2 separate regions of the Hordeum vulgare genome follow, and region 2 is linked to region 1. A link is a contact called in public HiChIP or PLAC-seq data. All regions are on one chromosome and are shown on one strand. The core of a region is the stretch at or near the end of the contact, and the rest is flanking DNA. Distances in the headings are between cores, read along the strand shown. Region 1 holds the start of LOC123406116 (cycloartenol synthase). Region 2 holds the start of LOC123403341.

Region 1 (2,700 bases), core at 27-2,526:
TGTTTTTAAGGCTATAATATTGTTATGGGGGATGTTACGCGTCCACCGACTGATCTTTTTAAAAGATCACCCAGATTGCAAGCTGTCAGATCCTGTGTCATCGAGAGGCTGAGCGGCGTTTTTAACTTTTGCAACAGAGTTAATGTTGCAGAAACATTTGCATCATAGGTCATGTCGCAAAAAATCTTTGCAACAAAGGTCATGTTGCAAAAAACTTTTGCAGCATAGGTCAGGTTGATTTTTTTTCTTCATCTTTTTGCAACATAGTACTATTGCGTAAGAATTTTTTGCAACAAAGGTCATGTTATAGAAAACTTTTGCAACATATACAGGTCTGGTTGCAAAAAGATTCTTCGTATTTTTGCAACATAGATACTATTGCGGAAGAAACTTTTGCAACAAAGGTCATGTTACAGAAAACTTTTGCAACATAGGCCAGGTTGCATAAAAAATCTTCGTCTTTTGACAACATAGGTATTGTTTCGGAAGAAACTTTTGTAACGTAAGTGATGTTGCGGAAATTTTTACAATGAAGATGATGCTCCAGAAATGTCACCGCCATTGCCGACCAATATCATAGCAGCACCGCCGTTGTTCGCTATTGCCGTTTGCAACAAAGGTAATGTTGCAGAAACAAATGCATGAGCCTAGGAAGGAAGAAAACATGTGGCTCATGTGCTTCCTTGGAAAGATGAGGCAGAAAGGGATATAAGCTGTTTACGAGGCCCTGTCCTCGACCACGTGTCGAGCAAAAGAGTCGACGGATGCTCGCGTGAAGATCAACCGGTTGAGCAAATCGTTTCCCTATTGTTATCACAAAATTTATATAAAAAACATACAAAATGTGTGTAAAAATTGCACTGCAAACACACTCTACTGTCAAAGAACCTAGCGGTAGGACGGGTAACCATACCGTAATTTTTGACGATTCCAGGTTATAGAACATGCCCACACACGATCAACCACCCTATTAGTGGAGACCGTTGACGGTATGGTCTTACATCCTGTCGCCATATGACGATACGGGATTCATCACGCGAGTCTTGAGCCGTCAGTTGCTGCCATTCAACCTACCCTCGGAGATCCTGATTCAGACGAAATTTTGCCAGCGAGGGATGGGCAGTTATGAGTTCCCGCATACTGTACAAGAAATGAAAAGGAGGGAGAGAGAGAGAGAGACTAGTGGTGCTGGTTGGACGATGAGCTGGACGTCGTCGACGGGGATCAGATCGTACGGCATCACGGTGCTACGAGGACGCTGACACCTATCACGCTCCGCCACCTGCCCACAAAACCCCAACCCCCTCTCCCCTCCACCTCCACCTCCACGAGCGGGTCAGAGGCGGCCGCAGGCGCCGAGCCAAAAAGGCCACGCCACGCCACGCCACATCGCCGCACCGCGCGCTCGCTCCCGTCCAGCTCCAAACCCCACTCCCGCCCCGCCCCGCGCGATCCGAAGCCCCATTAACTAATTCCTCGCCGGATCGGGGCGGCAGATCTCGCCCATTGCCCGCTCCGCCCTCGCCCCCTGCCGCTAGTGCCCTGCCGGCGGCGGTTGCGTGGCGCCGTTCGGTTCGTCGCCGGAGGAAGGGATGTGGCGGCTGAAGATCGCGGAGGGCGGGGCCGACCCGTGGCTGCGCACCAAGAACGCGCACGTCGGTCGCCAGGTCTGGGAGTTCGACGCCGCCGCCGACGACCCCGACGCCCTCGCCGCCGTCGACGCCGCGCGCCGGGAGTTCGCCGCGCGCCGCCACCGCCTCAAGCACAGCGCCGACCTCCCCATGCGCATCCAGGTAGCCCTCCCGCCCCTCTCCCCTCGGTCGCCGCTGCGCCTGCCCTGCATGCCACGATTTCGAATTCCGGGTGGCTCCGTGACGGCCCACAGTTTTTTTTCCTACCGTAGCCACTACTGTACATTTTTTCCCAACTGGATGAGTCCGCCCGCGACCTCGGACGACTAGTCATCGCGTACTGCTCAATCAAGGCAGCAGCGAGCCGGCAGCCGCGCCAGAAGGTAGCTGCCAGCGAGCCGCCATACCCTTCAAAACGATTTTAATGCGCTGCGGGAGTACAGTATATATGCAGCAACCTTTCTATGGCAAGGAAGATTGGGTGCAGCACCATACTACCACTGCCAAGCCTCCCCTACACCACTCGGCAAACGTTTTAATGCGCAGCGAGTATGCTGAGATCCGATCTTGCCTACATACTATGAATATATCCGACACGCGAGCGCTGCGCTCTGGATGGGCCGACTCCTACTTCAGCTATGAATTAATGCCCACCACCACAGAAGCACATACAGTGCACGCGATCGGCAAGTGCTAGCTGACGGTGGGTACTTGGTTCTGTGAACGAGAGGCACCAAGCCTGCAGTTCCTTTCTTTCCATTAATAGAAACCATGTTCCAACTGTATTACAGCTGTGTTTTTATCAAGCAACCCAAAGAGCAAGCGAGGAGATTGTATCCTGTAGCAGCCTCGATTTAAGCAATTCAATATTCAGCTGAACCGTAGCTATCGATATTTATAGCAGCATTTGGGGTCAGAAGGTCTATGATATTGATTGATAACATGCTTGTGTTGGGTGCGTGAAAGCAAGGACACAGTATTGCTGTTATCTCAATTCCCTTACCTTCAGGTTAGAAGGTCTTTAACCCAATTACCTTACCATACCACAGAGATGGTCAATACTTTTCGG
Region 2 (2,700 bases), core at 23-2,522, 370 kb before region 1:
TTTGCGTTGCAGATAAATGATGGAGTGCGGGTTGAATAACAAAAATTACAGGGGCTTTTTTATAAAAATGCCGTGGTGGGTTTTCCGACGGAAGCAATAGCCTCTTTATTATTATAGCAAAAGGACCCGTGCGTTGCAACGGGAAAAAATAATACCACACATTTTTAATTAAAGAATTTAGAGAAAGAAATTAAAGGAAAGAGAGAGAGTAGTAGTGCACAACCCATTAGGCCTGTCAAGGCCCAGCCTTACCCATTCCTAAATCCCCTAACCTAGCCCGATCCCCAGCCCCCCTCCTCTCCTCCACCCCGTGCCGCTAGGGGAGAGAGCCCCAGTGGATCCCCAATCTCCCCGACTACCCCTTCCAATGGCGCCCACACTTCCCTCCTCCTCTGCTCCTCCACCGCCTCCCACCTCTGCACCTCGTGACCGCCTCCCATGGTGTGCGTCTGCGAGGTCAGCCTAGGGGGCCATTGTGGAGGGTTGCTGGAGACTGGGGGCGACGGGGCCAGCTCCAGTGCCCGAGCGCCAGCCGGTACTCCTACCCCCGGTCTCCTCTCTTTTCTCTTCCGCCCCCATGGTGCTTCTTGCGTCTCCGGCAAGCCTTACCCCGCCAGTTGCCTGAATCCTCTAACCCCGACGCCCCCACCTCCACCTATGCATCGCCGGTGCCAACCCCTTTCCTTCGCCCCTAACCCCCTCTGTCTCGCGGCTCCACCTCTGTTCGTGTCATTCCAATTTCTTCTTCTCGAATTTGTTCCTCTGTTGATTTCCGTTGCCTCTTGTAAAATCACCAAGGCGCATGTATATAAAGTGATGAAATTATATGTGAAGAATCGATGTGGGATTATGAGGGCAGAACCGATATTCCTCTCGTGCGTTTTTTGTCAGCCGAGATGCGTTTCTCTTATCCAATGCCATAGGGGGCTCTCTGCAAAAATTAAACGTTTTCCTGTTCGTAACACATAAAAAGGTACTGCGGGTTTAATTACCTAAAAGACAGTGGTTTTTTAAAAAAACGACAGCAGTGGGTTTTCCGACGGAAGCAATAGCCTCTTTATTATTAGGTAAAGATTAGGTAAAGATGTGAACCAAAATCCTAAAAAATAAACACAAACTACCTCGAACTGGGCTGGTCCAGGTAGTGGAAAATGGACAGAACTGTAGCCTTGGTCAGCCGGCCCACTCAGCCTTCCCTACGGACCTGGGTCGTACCCTCTGACGGATAAAGTTCGTTTCTTCGGAGTTGAGACGACACGAGACCAACCCATTCGCCTCCCCGACTACTCGCTAGGTCTCCCTCGAGCGATGGCACAGCCGTCGCCGCCTCCGCCGCCGGCGAGACGTCCCACCACCATACATGATCTCGACGACGACCTCCTCCGCGAGGTCTTCCTCCACCTCCCGGCCCTCCCAACCCTCGTCCGCGCCGCCCTCGCGTGCCGCTCCTTCCTTGGCGCCGTCCGCTCGTCCCCCGCCTTCCGCCGCCGCTTCCGGGATCTCCACCCGTCTCCCTTCGTCGGCCTCTTCATCCAGCCCCTCGTCCACAAATGGGAGCCCGGCGTCCCTTCCTTCGACGCCCGCCACCGCCGCTCCGACCGGGACTTCGCCGCCGCCGTCCGCGGCGGCGATTTCGGGCTCAACGGCCTCCCGGACCCAGACGACGACCATGAAGACTGCTGCGTCGACCAAGACGAAGACGAGGAGGACAACGACGAGGAGGACAACGACGACGAAGAAGAGGAGGAGGAGGAGGATCCCTCCCCGGTGTGGGAGATCGAGCGATGCAGCGACGGCTACGTCGTCCTCTTCAACCGGCGGGCCAGGCAGATCGCCGCCTACAACCCTCTCACGCGGGCGCTGCATCTCTTCCCCTCGCCGCCGGGCATCTTCAAAAGCTCCCTGACCTTTCAGTTCCACATAATCTCCTCCTCCTCGGAAGAGGACCCCGGCTCGCCGCCCCGTGTGGTCTGCTTCGACTGCGGCTTCCTGTACGCCTCCGTCGGCGTCATCTCGCCAGGCAGCACCGAGATCGATTGGCAGATTTTCCCCGAGGCTTTGATCCCGGGAGCAGCGGGAGCCACCGGTAAAATGGTGAACGGGTCCCTCTACTGGACACACCCAGGGACGCCCTACATCACCGTGCTCAACACCGCCACGATGCACTTCTCCAGGATGGACCTGCCGCCGCTCTTGGGGGTCGAAGAAGGCAGCAACCGTGAGTGTGATTTCGTGCTTGGTAATGCCAAGGATGGCAGGCCCTGCATCGTCTCCCCTGACCCGTGGGGTGGCTGCGAGCTCCTGGTTTTTTTCTGGAGACCCGATGAATACGACGGTGTTGAGAGGTGGAAGCTGGACCAGACGTTCAAACTGGAAAAGATCAATCAGCTCACCGAGGTTGAAGACGATGCTTATGTCGTCGTGCATGTTATGGACGTTACAGATGGAATAGTGTACCTGCGTACCGCGTATGACGGCTATACTGAAGTTCCTCAGCTGCTCCTATCCTTTTGTCTCGAGACAGCGGAGCTGAAAAAGATCTGTGAATATGATCACAAGCAGCTCCATCCCTACATCATGGAGTGGCCTCCTTCTTTGGTAGGAGTGCATGATAAGGTGAGCCCATATGCATGCATGTGAAAATGCTGCTGGTATAGTTTCTTTCTACGTCTGAAACCTGGATTATATGCAATTTTCAAG

The links. HiChIP or PLAC-seq counts read pairs in DNA pulled down with a chosen protein or histone mark.
Region 2: an H3K4me3 HiChIP or PLAC-seq map of embryo shows a contact between it and region 1, with 6 times the contacts expected there. The contact joins the promoter of LOC123403341 here to the promoter of LOC123406116 in region 1. A contact is called at or near these places in 2 of 6 Hi-C or Micro-C datasets (leaf and seedling) and 1 of 1 datasets of contacts at active chromatin or transcription factors (embryo).

Annotation. Positions count from the first base shown.
Region 1 is chr6H:53,152,534-53,155,233 of MorexV3_pseudomolecules_assembly, reverse strand. It overlaps LOC123406116 (cycloartenol synthase), which reads left to right and starts at 1,276. Exons shown (of 18, transcript XM_045099602.1): 1 at 1,276-1,793. The coding sequence starts at 1,593.
Region 2 is chr6H:53,525,089-53,527,788 of MorexV3_pseudomolecules_assembly, reverse strand. LOC123403341 reads left to right here and starts at 1,272. Exons shown (of 3, transcript XM_045097284.1): 1 at 1,272-2,616. The coding sequence starts at 1,309.